Regions from separate parts of the Drosophila melanogaster genome. Here region 2 is linked to region 1. The links are chromatin contacts, called in public Hi-C maps. All regions are on one chromosome and are shown on one strand. The core of a region is the stretch at or near the end of the contact, and the rest is flanking DNA. Distances in the headings are between cores, read along the strand shown.

Evidence for each region. A called contact is a pair of places that touch in the nucleus more often than the background predicts.
Region 2: a contact with region 1 is called in a Hi-C map of the Kc167 cell line, with 4 times the contacts expected there. A contact is called at or near these places in 16 of 107 Hi-C or Micro-C datasets (the Clone 8 cell line, the Kc167 cell line, the ML-DmBG3-c2 cell line and 4 more).

Annotation. Positions count from the first base shown.
Region 1 is chr2L:8,479,844-8,486,403 of dm6, reverse strand. It overlaps CG43796, which reads right to left and starts at 4,030. Exons shown (of 1, transcript NM_001273325.1): 1 at 3,399-4,030. The coding sequence starts at 3,926. The coding sequence ends at 3,543. dachs (dachs,) reads right to left here. Exons shown (of 9, transcript NM_001201801.2): 4 at 2,988-3,274; 5 at 2,251-2,838; 6 at 890-1,594; 7 at 1-382. tRNA:Asp-GTC-1-2 (transfer RNA:Aspartic acid-GTC 1-2) reads right to left here and starts at 4,627; the gene lies at 4,556-4,627. It overlaps tRNA:Asp-GTC-1-3 (transfer RNA:Aspartic acid-GTC 1-3), which reads left to right and starts at 4,249; the gene lies at 4,249-4,320. It also overlaps lncRNA:CR43604.
Region 2 is chr2L:8,610,672-8,617,231 of dm6, reverse strand. All of the region lies in intron 3 of Sema1a (Semaphorin 1a), which reads right to left. Among named protein-coding and RNA genes, the nearest start is that of tRNA:Asp-GTC-1-6, 6.1 kb to the left of the region's middle.

The sequences.
Region 1 (6,560 bases), core at 2,781-5,280:
GGCGCACTGCATTATTGAGTGCCGCCATCGACTTGGAGCCCGCATTGCCACCGCCAATGGTGGAGGCGTGCTGAGAGGCGACATCCGCCTGGTTGTGCACCGATTCGTTTGAGTCCGAGCTGAGGGTGCCCAACGTGGATCCCAGGCGCTTCAGGCTGTTGGCCCGCCGCACAATAGTGGCCACCGTGCGGCAGTAGAGCGCCTTTGCCAGGCAGTCCCGCGTCATATTGGCATCGCCATCGCCGCACACGGACTTCACCAGCTGGCCACGAACGTTGTGGGTACGGGTGGTCAATCCACGGAAGAGGGCCGCCGGCGGAACGCCAAGTAGACTGGCCACAGAGTTCAGCTCCGTTTCACCCTTCACATCCACCTCGAGACCCTGTAATGTACAAAAAACGATAATTAGGTAACGTTTTTAGAACATTGATATTCTTAGAAGTTAATAACATCGTAGTTAGATCATAAAATAATACAAAAATATTTCTCGCTCAGATTGTTTTGTCGATCACGGCTTATCAGTCGTAAATTACCTCCATTTTTGTGACGTATGGAATATGGCATCAGCGCAAGAAATTTTGCATTCTATTTATGAATGCCAGAGTTGGATTCGAACTCGCGCGAACGGATTCGAAAGCCAGCACTCTGACCATCACACCAATGAAGCATCAGTATATGAAGAGTCTAATAATAAACTAAAGTAGAACTAAAAATTTCCGCTAGATGGCGGTGAAGTATTGTAAGTGGCTCTGCAGGCGCTTTGGTATCAGTTTTGTAACTAGCACACCAAATTTTAACTAATTTATAAACAATATGTATAAACTACATTTAATGAAAAAAATGAAAATATTTCCCTCCAGGCTAAACCTAATAATCTGCTTTAACTTACCCCTCCATCAATAAACTGAACATTTCCCAGCAGCAAAACGGCGGCCAGGACACGAACGACGTCCAGGAATGGGATGCCCAGGATGCCGAGGCAGGTCTTCCATGCCTGAAAGCGCGCCGCATCCTCCTGCTCATTCTGGCCAATGTCACCTCGCAGGTAGCGCAGATTGGCCGGCGAGTAGCCATCCAGGTGTAGCTTCTGGCGCTCCTCCCGGCTGAGACCAGCCAGTAATTGATAGAAGATGTGATAGTTCTTCTCCTTCGGCAGTGGACGAATGACGCGAGTCTGGTCCAGGAAGTAGCAGTGTATCTTGGTGCGGTAGAGTGCCCCATCCGTGACCTGCACCTCGATGAACTGGCCAATGCGACTGGACTCCGAGTTGGTCGTAGTTTTGGCGGATCCCAGGGATCGAAGTACTGTGAATGCAGCTGCCAGGTGCTTGAAGGCATCAGTCTCTGGACCTCCGCCGGCGATGGCGAAGAGCTGGCGCAGCATCAGCATCGCATTGGCCGTCTTTCCAGCGCCCGATGTTCCCGAGAGAATGATGGCCTGCGGATAGCCCGTCTCGCTCTGCTGACGCACTGCCTCCTGGACGATCTTCTGCAGCTGCGGGGCCAGCGGCATGGCGCGGGTGGAGGTGAGGGTCAGCGGGTTGCCCACGTCCAGGTACGGATTGATGGAGAGCAAGATTGGACCCACGTTCGTCTGAAACACCGCGCGCAAGATAAATGATAGTACATTAATTAACCGGGTGAGTCAAATGCTTCGAAGTCATTTGATAAATTCGAGGAAACATGTATAAATGAGTGAACAATGGGGTCAGCAAGCCACTTCGCAGGATATTTGGACGTCTTAAAACTAAAAAATCTTGGTTTGGAATCTAATTGCTTATAGAACCTTTCTGTAAAAAATGGTATTAAATGCCCTACAACTGCTTATTTTACATAATCAAATTAGGTTTAAATCACTTTTTTATAACTTCTGAGATATGCTTGGATAAAGAAAGAGCGGGGCTAAAAACTAACAATCTCCATCCCATTAAATTGAGTAAACACTACCAGCAAATGTGCAAAACCCGATCCAAGACCCAACTGGTCTGTTCATATGCTCACACCTCATCCGCCACACCGGCTGTCAAACTATTCCCCTCGACTAGATCATATCGACTTCCTCGGCCTTCCGCCAAGTAATTGTCGAAATTAGCAGTTAATCTGAGGCTGAGTGCAAACGGAGTTGGGTTTTAATGACAAACTATCAGAATAATTGCTGTAGACCCGTCTCTCCGGGACCGGTTTCAAATGGTTTATGTTCCTCTATGTGGACACAAGTGATTCGCCAAGGCGGATCCCGCTAATACTCACAAAGTACCGCCGCTCGTTGAATCGGGCCTGGAGCGTTCGCATCACGGCATGTTCGGTGAGCGGTCCCGACAAGTGGATCAGATCCTGCATGTCCTTGGGCGAGGAGTTGCCCTGTTGCTGCTGCTGTTGCATCTTCTGCTGACTTTCGGAGAATCCGAATCCAAAGGGCAGAGTCTTCACACTCTGGCAGGGATTCGTGTGCTTCGACTGCGGGATGAATGGCAATTGCTGGCTGTGGGCGTGGCTGAGATGGTGGCCAACGCCTCCGCCATTGATGCCCAGGTGTCCGGAGTTGGAGGTGCGCATGGGCAGCGTGTTGGAGTTGTTGCTGTTGTTGTTGACCGGTGCATGGGAATGGGAATTTTGCCCCAGGATACTTCCCATGCCGCTCATATGTGGCAGTGTCCCGGTGGACTGACCATGTCCGCTGCCACTCTGCTGATGCGACAGGCCCGGCTTCTCGGCCAACTGATGCGGAAGTGGATGTGGAATCGACGTGTTCCTCGCCGACACAACGGCGCCTCCTCCAGCGCCTCCTCCTCCACCAGAGCCCGAGTTTGCGGGCAATGTGTGGCTGAAGCTGTGATTCTATAAGAGTGAGGAGTGAAGAGAAATAAACATCTTTATCAAAGGAAATCGAATGTGGACAAGCTTGTTGCTCTTACAGTTCGATTTAAGATTTGTATATACTAGAGTAGGGTCCTAGTTTTAGAATATGTTTAAATACCATAACTTACCTTCGATGTCGTGTGATGTCCATTGGTGTGTTGCTGAACTGCACTGGCTGAAAGTCCTGCGCCGCTGGAACTCAGATTGAGATTCGGACTGGATGCGTTTAGGTCAAAGTTGTTGGCCTTGGGACCCGCATTGGGAGCTGGGGCGACGGGCTGCGCGCCATTTCCCTGGCTCTGACCCTGACCCGGTCCATGACCCACATGCAGGCGGTTTCGCAGAGTCACCAATTCGGTGCTCAGGCTTTTGAGCCGCTGCTGCAGATGAACTGCCTCGTTGGATGAAGATGCATCTGAAGAAAAGCGGATAAAGTTATTGTTTTATTACATTGTTGGTTACAACACCGACGAAAAGTGAAATAGTCTTGTTTATCATTCAAAATTTTTTTTTAATAGACAATTAATACTTTTGATTTTATTCCGAGCTCTGCCTTCGGTGGACAGATGAACTGAGATGATCTGCGTGCGCCTTTCGGACCACTAAGTGCATTCAACTTAATTGGAAATAAAGACTTCGCAAGGAATCTCAGTTCGCCTGCCGCCGCTTAAAATTCAATTTGTCTAATGAAGAAAAGATGCGCAAGTCGACTTGTTGTATTGGCCTATGATCCTAGATGATATCGGTGTGCCCAACATCATCGCAGTGTCCCTTGAAGGAGGATAGAGCACAGGCATTTTCTCTTTGACCCAACGGATCGGCCTGGTCAAGTTCTGGACACTGGTGTCCAGTTTAATTGAGCATTTTCCCTGATGTTGCCGAAAACGCTCCGGCTTGTGCAGAATGTTGTGCGGATCGCGGTAATAGTCCCGATACCTCTGGGTCTCCAAATAGAAGTTGTCAATCCTGTCCAGATCGTCGTAGTCAACATTGACCAATCCGATCCGGGGAGCAAAACCCAAAATGCCTCGTCGATGAACCTCCGCGTTTTTGGCCACCATCCTCATGTCTACTTCAGGAATTGGTTCCTTTCTCATATTTAACAAGTTTATGTATATGAAAGTCAACAAAGAAAAAGAAAGCTCTTGAAACCTAATGAATTGTCTGTCAAAGAGTGCAGCCAATGACTGGTAATTCACGGAAAGTGTGATAAATTAGAAGGTTCAAATAAAGACACCTTCAAATATTTGGGTGGTTTTGATAAGTTGGGCTATTTAAGAAATTTTCCAAAAATAGGTTATTTATGTTTCCTTGAATTCTTAGCACAATAATTTGCACTGAGAGCACCGAAGAATCTGAAATAGAACTATTGGCAATCGGCGCGCAACATCCTCGATAGTATAGTGGTTAGTATCCCCGCCTGTCACGCGGGAGACCGGGGTTCAATTCCCCGTCGGGGAGATGGGATATTTCCTTTCTTTTTAGCTCATATATGTAATTACAAGAGAATAAGTGAATATTTTTCTTGCAAATTTATATAAAGAAAGATAATGCATAAACTTGGCAATATGATCATTGAAATTATATTTTTATATCCATCTTTTTGTTTTACAAAAGTTCCAAAAATTGTAACATGTTTTAGGGATGTGCTTTTCTTTAAATAAGATTTTAATAAAAAAAAAGTATTGACAATCGTCTCCCCGACGGGGAATTGAACCCCGGTCTCCCGCGTGACAGGCGGGGATACTAACCACTATACTATCGAGGACGTTGAATTTCGCCTGCCAATAGTTCTATTCTAAATCTGTGCTTCACTTGAATCCCGGTAGATTAAATTATTGCTAAAATAGATGTTGGTTTAAATAGATTTTTGGTACACATTGAAAGTACTATAAATAAAGTAAATAATAAAGACAGGTGTCTTAATCTTTTGGTTAAGCTATTGCTTGAATAAATACACCTTTATTGCAGTTACATGCATTAAGCCTTTGGCTCTCTATTAAAAACATATAATCAGCAGACCATATGGAAATCTTCATTATGGCGAAAAGGAATTTAATTAGTTCTAATTAACAACTCAATACAACGAAAATCAATTCACATCGATTAATTTCGCCCGGGCCAACAGACTTTTGTGCACGCGAATCGCTTTGGTAGGCTTGTGCCAGAGGAGCAGAAAAAGTCATTTTAATAGATATAGATGGTGAGCATTTACATAAAATGTTAATGAACTAATTTCGCCGGAGTTAACGAAAAATAGAGACACCGAAAGCGCTAAGATGAAACACAAATTGGCGGCAGGTGACTACAAAATTTCAAAGACGTGTGTACATCCAGAATAGAAGATCAATGGGCAGACTCGACGAACAGCTAATAATGCCAACTGATTTATGAAGACTTTCAAAACAGGGCCGAGAGGTCATTGTTACAAGCCAACACCACGAAAAACGCTGACAAGCTAACAAGATTTTATTAAGCTTATGCGTTTCAGAAACTTGTCTACTATTTTTTACAGCCTTCAGCGGGAAATCAAATTAATTAGCTAATGAAAAACGGAGAAAAGCTTGGATGCAGAGTACTACTACCAAAGGTATATACCTTCGACCCATGTGTCGGTGAGCCAAAACAGAGAGGCAAGCTGGAAGGCTTATAACAAAATCAGAGTCGACAATATACAAAAAACAATATCATTGATGACTTGAGCTCAGACAGAGGAAACCAGTTTTGATGTTGTTGTTTTTTTTAGTGCTTTCTGTGGCCCAAAGTTGCACTCAAGAAATAAGACAAAAGCCACAGAAAAAGGTACAGAAAAGTCTGACATCGAAGTCAAACGAACAATTTCGAGTCTCTGTTCCAATCAATTAATCGGTGATAATTTCACCAACTAGACTAATGTACTGAAATTAATGTATTTAGCAATTAGCTTTATTGGCTTTTCCTCTACGCTTCAGTTCTCAGGGTTTTTTTTTTATGGAGCGGGCGACAAAATTTCGTGGAAGCTGAGTAACCAAGTTGGCCCAAACTGGTAGCCGAGCACAAGTTATCTGCTCTTAGTGGGCCCAGGGGCTTGGGAATGGAGAAGGTTGGTGTGGAAGAACAGTCGCGTCGCTCAAATGAAATGTTGCAAGTCGAGAGGCAAGCGACACCCATACAACCAGGTATCCATATAAGCGGATTCGGTTTGTAGTTATTGCCGATGATTATGAATATGAATGCGATCGACTGCGAATGTTCATGGAGGTTGATTGAAAAACTCAAACAGGCAGCCCAAGATGGTAAAGACAAGTAAGTCGAGAACCAATCAACTGACACTCTAGACAGATAGTCCAGAAAAGAAATCAAGCAAATGGCTTGACCATTAAGTTTAATATAAAGTTAAGCTTATGTTTCAGTCGGACATGTCATTGGGGTCCAAAAATATTAGAATAAAATCAGTGAGCTTTTAAAAACATATGAATAAGCAATTCATATTGGATTAATTGCGTTAACAATGATATGCTATAAAATTGGCGCATCTTGTCTATAATCATTCGAAAGATTTAAGCAACAAACTTGATTTTTACCGTGCCAGTTCTTTAAGCTGCAGTATCAGTTTAAATGATTGTCCCTTCCAACCGTAAGTTACTAAATAACTAAGTATTTTCTTCACTAACATCATTATCCAAAGGAATTAATTGCATATGTGTTCCTTTGAAAGTTGT
Region 2 (6,560 bases), core at 1,817-4,316, 130 kb before region 1:
TTTCGCATCCTGGCGCAGTAAAGGACGAAACTGGGGGGCTTTCCTTATAACAACCTGCCAGCATTTGCTGTTGCCATTCGCCGTCTTCTGCGGTTCCTTTCATCCCCCGGAAAACACGGCGGCGGTAAAAGTTAAGTAACCGTGCTCGAGTGGCATCGCCCTTCTACAGGTGACTGCGAAGAGGTTTATGCGTGTGAATCTCACGCTCCATTCAGGCAATCAGTATGGCAGCTACTTGTGGTCCTGCACGAGATAGAAGACCATCTCGGGAAATTTTAGAGGAACATTATCAAAAGGGAGATGGGGTAAATCCAACTATCTAACTAGTACAGGAGAAACTGACAGCGAGATTGCTCCATAAATCTTTTGGTTTGTATCTATGGTAGCATTAGGATTAAACCCCATATAAAGAAAGTTGTATCTGTTAATAAACTGGAAAAACTGGAAAACTGATTGCTCAATAAATCTGTTGGTTTGTATCTAAGCTCATAAATTGTAATAATTAAAGTTTAATTCATTTCAAAATAATATCTATAGCTGTGGTCAGCGGCAGCTGACAAATCGCTTCAAAAATATGATTATTTGTATCTACTTGAACTCATAAATTTAACAAATTAAACCATAATTGTGTTTTATTTTAATATTTTATTATCAAGCCGATGCTTGAAATACAGATTTTCAAAAGATTGAGTATGTCAACTAATAAGCTCTCAAACTATAGAATTTCCCAACCAGCCCGCAAATCAATGTGGTTACGATTAAATTTACCGAATCGTAATAAAACCGCAGAAACTAATAATGAAAAATCCAAACGTTAAATGACCCTCTGGGATAGTCAGTTATTCCAACACCCAGTCAAGTTCGATGGAAAGTTGCAGCCACCCAAATTATACACCCCAATCAACCATCAACCATCCAGCCAACACCCATTCCACCCACATCATTTGCAATCCGATAACAATGCGGGTGCGTTTAGTTGCACGATACACGAATGCCAACAAGAAATGCCTCTCGGATAGTCATGGTCCATGCAAATTACGTTAGGCCGGCGACTTTGATGTCGCCAGCAGTGAAATCGAATCACAGGGCAAACACTCAACGTGCCACGTTATCCGATCCGTTGTGGCAACCTGATTTGCTAACGATAATTTCCAGTTTTGAAAGCCATGGCATTTGCATTTCCGGATAGTGCGAGGAGGCACTATGGGGGATTATTGAAGATGTCCATTGGCGGAGCTCCCCCTTTTGATTAGCAATTATACAAGTAGTACTGGAGGATGTGGTCGAGAGCTTGTTGAGACTCAAATAAGAGGATTGCGACGTAAGTAAAACATTTTTTATACCTAAGAACTCAACGTAATAGTTCTTTGTAGAAATAAATTTATCTATGATCTATGACGTCATTCAGTACTTTCATCCAATTCACAGTACGTTCTAATACGAGTAAGTAAGTAGTCATTCTGATAAATGTATATAATTTTATCAAGATATCAGGCTGATTTCCACCCCCTAATTTATTGGGGTTGCAGTTGCCGGGACTCTGACGACACTAATCAGAATTAGTTCCTGCTATATCCGTCCGGCAGACAGTTTGCCCCCAACTGCTTAGTCGTACTTTGTGTCTACAATTTATTTCAGTCGTTTTAATTGATTCTGTCGCTTTCCTCGCTCGGGGGTTCCATGGTTTGCTCCATGGGCTGCCAAAGACGCAGAATGCAGCCGGCGCATCTTGTTATTTGTAGCAATTAATATCCAATATCTGGGTGCTGGCATCATTAGTTTATTTTCCTTTCGCTGCCAACTTTATTTTTATTCCCTTTCCAACAAATATATGTATATATATATATATATCTTTTTTTGTTATTCTTTTCTATCTGTCCGATACGTTTCACTTGGCGCTACAAAGAAAGCTACTAATATCAATGGGAAAACTACAACAAAGGCGCAGGCCAACTTCAGTACTGTTATTAAGAAGCGAAGTGAAAATACACTGGGAAAATCTCTTACTATCATTTAGTTTAATGGAAAACGATGTCACTAATGTTTAATAACTCCAAGTCATTATCAATATTTACAGGATAAGAAATAACTCATTCATTATTTTATGTTTCTTTAGATTTTAAATTTGAATTGCATTTTTTGCAGCAGTGTACAGGATGACCAGGGTTGACTGGCTTCTGCTCAGCTTCTTCCTGATGATGCTGCATTTGACAGACCATTTATCATCCCACTAATTGTGTATCATTAAAAAAAAAAGAGGCAAGTCCGCGCACAGATCCGACACTGGCGTCGATGTTAACCCAAAGGATCCGGGATAGGAGCGGGAAATACAAAATAAAAACAGCTCCGTTTTCATCCGCAGGACGAAGCCACAGCCGGCGGTATCGATGTTCGCTGACAATAGCAGACTGTGACAAGCAGCCGGGCTTGGCTCGAATGCCGGCGACATTAACAGGGGGCACTGGCTACAACAAACAGCCATGACAGTGATAGAAATCTGTGGCAAGCGGATTAAACGTGTTCACAGTCCGCCGGCAGGAGGCAAATGGAAGGAGGTGTCTTTGTAGAAGTCAGTCATCATTATTGCCACTTTGCCACCCACCGAATGGAGCGCAAGCACAATGGGTACGAAAAAGTCGATAGGGGGCACAACTAATGATTCTCAAAGAAATACATATATCAGATAACCCAAGATTGAAAACTTTTCATAAATGATTGGTTTTCGAAAACCCTATAGGATCCCCTTTCATTTTTAGGATTGCTGACTCCGTAACGTGCTCAAATAAGCTCCTTCTACTCTTAGAATTTCATTTAATATGATGTGGTATGTGTTATGCGTTCTAGATCAGAAATCAATAACTTAGAGCGTGCCAGCTTTTTTCTATCCGATTTTACTTTAGCAAAACAAAAGTATATAGTCATATAAAGGTCTGATCCCAGAATTTAACCCTTTTCACAAGTAATCCCCACTGTTCAAGAACGCGGACAACAATGGAGCCGGATGTGTGTCGATGGTGGTGGAAGCCAGACTAATGAGAAACGTGCGCCATGAGTTGCGATAAATGGTTAAGTCAGCGGAATCGCTGATAGTAAGCCATCTATTGCAGGTTCTGCCCCGCGGTAGACCCTCGCAACGCACAAATACATAATAATCATAAAAATTCAAAGCTTCATCGCCTCCCACCCCCCCAACTCACTAAATGGCATCGATGATGGATTACGACGTCAACTCGTTGGGTATGGTACTGAAATTGAGCCCGAGGTCTGATGAAAATGTTAATGTCGTTGCGAATCGCTTTGTTAATCCATCCATCCTACCATCCCATCCAGGACGAGTTGCTTGATTTTCCGATTCCCCAGCCTCGGTCCATTCCCATGGTAAGGTCGGAAAACAATTATGACCAGGCTTTGTGCAGGATCTCCCCGAACTGGTGGCCAAGTTAGTTTGGTGTCCAGGACTGGGCGAAAGTTGTCACGTAATACACACTAATTAATATTGATATTTTCTGATAATGAGCCTTCGATGGCGTGGCCATTGCAGTTTCTGCTTAGTCAATGGCATTTTGATAGGCCGGAATCGATATTCTGCCCTGGGGATAGCTTGCTTCTAATTAGAGAGAAATGCTAATTGAAATAGTAGAGTTGGAAATTCGCTTAAGTGTGTGGAGGAATTTTAAGAGTAAACCCCATCGATTGCTAAGTATGTCAGCGAACTCTCTGCATTGCTAACTGGCTGACTTTCCCATTAGCACATTTTGTGTATCTGAGATTTTGTTCAAACTTAAGCTCACGCATCAAACATAAATTTGTTTATGACTCATATAAAAGCAGCATAGCATCATTAGTTGTAGTTCGCAAGTCGAAAACTACAATAATCTCTGCACTCCCGTAATTAGTTATGTCTGACAGCAAATCTCGATTGCCACACCCACCCATTGTCATTAAAAAGCCCAACACGTATCTTGTTCGACATTTGATAGAACAAACAATACAAAACGAAGCAGGCAAAAGAAAAGGAAAACTCGTTTCGACCTTAACGGGGTCGTAAAGGAGCCAGGAGTTGCTGGTTGGTTGGTTGGTTTCGGTTAGTATGCCAAATGCATTCAACGCGGCAGGTCCTGCAGATCACACTTAATGGTTATGCCCATGTCTACAGCAGCCTCGTAAAAGTGAGAGGGACAAAAGCAATGAAAAGCGCCTATACTGAATGAAAAACGCATAACAAATTGCAAATTAAAAGCTTTAAGGTCACATTCCAAACATCACAAGAGCTTATGTCCTTAGAAACGGTAAGGTTAGCCTATAGATAGATAGATATAGATATATATATTTAGATATATTCATTTTTCATTTCACTTAATTTTTGTTCAGTGTACCTCTTGACATCCTGTTCTCTTCTGGCTACTGATAAGGACGAGTGGGTAGGGCAACAAAAATATTTAATGAAATCAGCAGTGGCACAACAGCGTGGAGATGGAAGCATAACAAAATGCAATTGTTGCATTATTAATTTATATTATGCGCAATTGTTGCAAACTGTGGGCAGAAGGTCCTCGCACACAGATGCACACACACACACACACACATGACCGCCGTTCATGCGGAAAATCGCGGCAAGGACGACGAGGGGGAGTAATCGGGGTAGGAAACAGACACAGGCCGCAAGATAAGCATGTAAAGGTTGCTCGACTGAAACCGTAAAAGAAGCACAAACATAACAAAAAAATATATATATATACTGCAAAGGATAACGACGGCAGGAGGAAGTAGAGCCAACCAATTTGCTACCGCTCTCGCTGCCTTTGTTTCTCGCCCGGAAAGGTGAAGGAAAATGTGGTAATAAAAACAACAATTGAACACAGTTATGATTGAAGTGGAAGCAAAGCCAGCACAAAGGACCTCACCATACGGGGTAGTTAAGTTAAGGGATCTGGGGCCGAGCCACCGCATCCACCACCACCACCATCATCATCACCATCACCACCACCACCACCGCCGACATCAGCACCACAGGTCCATCCCCAGCTGGCGCTGGTATTGTAATACGTATCGATCGATTTGACGGCTGCCACTGCCGATGACACACACACACACACACACGCAGCCTCTTCTAATCGCACGTGATACACAATGAAAGTCGGAAAAATTCACAAAATAATTCCAGATTTGTCGGTGAGAACTACGTACCGAAAAATGCAGCTTACGAATTTTTCTGCCTATTTGAATGACCTTTAAATTGCAATGGTCATGATACACGTTGACCAGTAACAAAATGTTGTCTTCATTTATTTTGTACCCAAAAAATTCACTTTTTCTTAACTTTATGACAATAGGCATACAAAATCTTCCATTAAAATTAATACGATATAAGTTAGACGATTTAAATGCATTAGATTTAGGTCATGTTTGAATTACTTCACGAACCCCTTAGAGCTGATTTATATCACTTTATTAGGAAATGGCATGGTTTCCGCATGAGTTTTAAGCCACGAAAATTTCTTAAGCAATCCGAATGTTAGCGAATCAATAACTCATATCAATGGCTGAGGTAGAGAGACCTCACCTCAATTCCATGTCTAATGCTCAGTTGGCTAATTTGGTAAACCGATTTCTTGCGCATTATTTCCAGCTCAGTTGCTCAATTGATTGAACTAATCAAAGTTTCTGCCTGAGTGCAACTTTCTCGCAGTGTAGCCGGCACAGGAAATGGTAAGTTTGCCAACAATTATGGTTCGCAGGCCCCACCACCTTCCCGCCGCCGCCGCTCATCCCATCCCATCCCATGTGTGTTGTGTTTGTGATCGAACTAAGCGCTGCTCCGTTTACCGCTTTGGGGCCATGGCCCATCATCCAACTTGGGGTTTTGGCAGGGTGGTTTTGGGAGGTTGGACAATGGAGGAGAGAGACTTTGATTATGTTGTTGCCTCAATAGTGGGGAGGCAACAAACGGGTGGCGCCACAAAGGTGGGACAGGGACAGAGGACTAGATCTCGGCGGTCCGTCTCTGTTCGTCGCCGGTTTATGGTTTGCGTTTGCATTTTCAACTAGTTAGCAGCTCTCGACGAGTCAGGCAGCCAAATTGCGGTTCACTATTCCAATGAGACATACACACCAGTACACTGCGCAAAAAATATCGACTCGCACTCCAAGAAACTAATAAGTCTTTGAGCAAATCTAATTCATTTGAAGGCATCGAATCAATCAATAAACGCAAGCATATCATTCAACAGAAGTGGGCTCTTCATCTTTCTCAGTGTATTTAGTATCTGTGTGTGCTTGGTCAAAATAATTGTTATTGTTGCTTGAGTGGAATGGGAATGAGTAGTGGGTTGGGGGTTGGGAGGCGATGAAGAACCGCATCCTCCAAACATTATAACGTTTTGCGGTATTGTGATTAACATTTCGGCCCGAGCCCCTAATGACCAAGTTGTCGACTTAGGATCGACCATTCTCGGCAACGGCAAAGTTATTAAACTCATATGTGTAACTCGGCATTGATTGGCGCCTGGTGGTGTGCGTGTGCGGTTTCCCAGTGTGTGTGAATGACAGAGTTTATATGC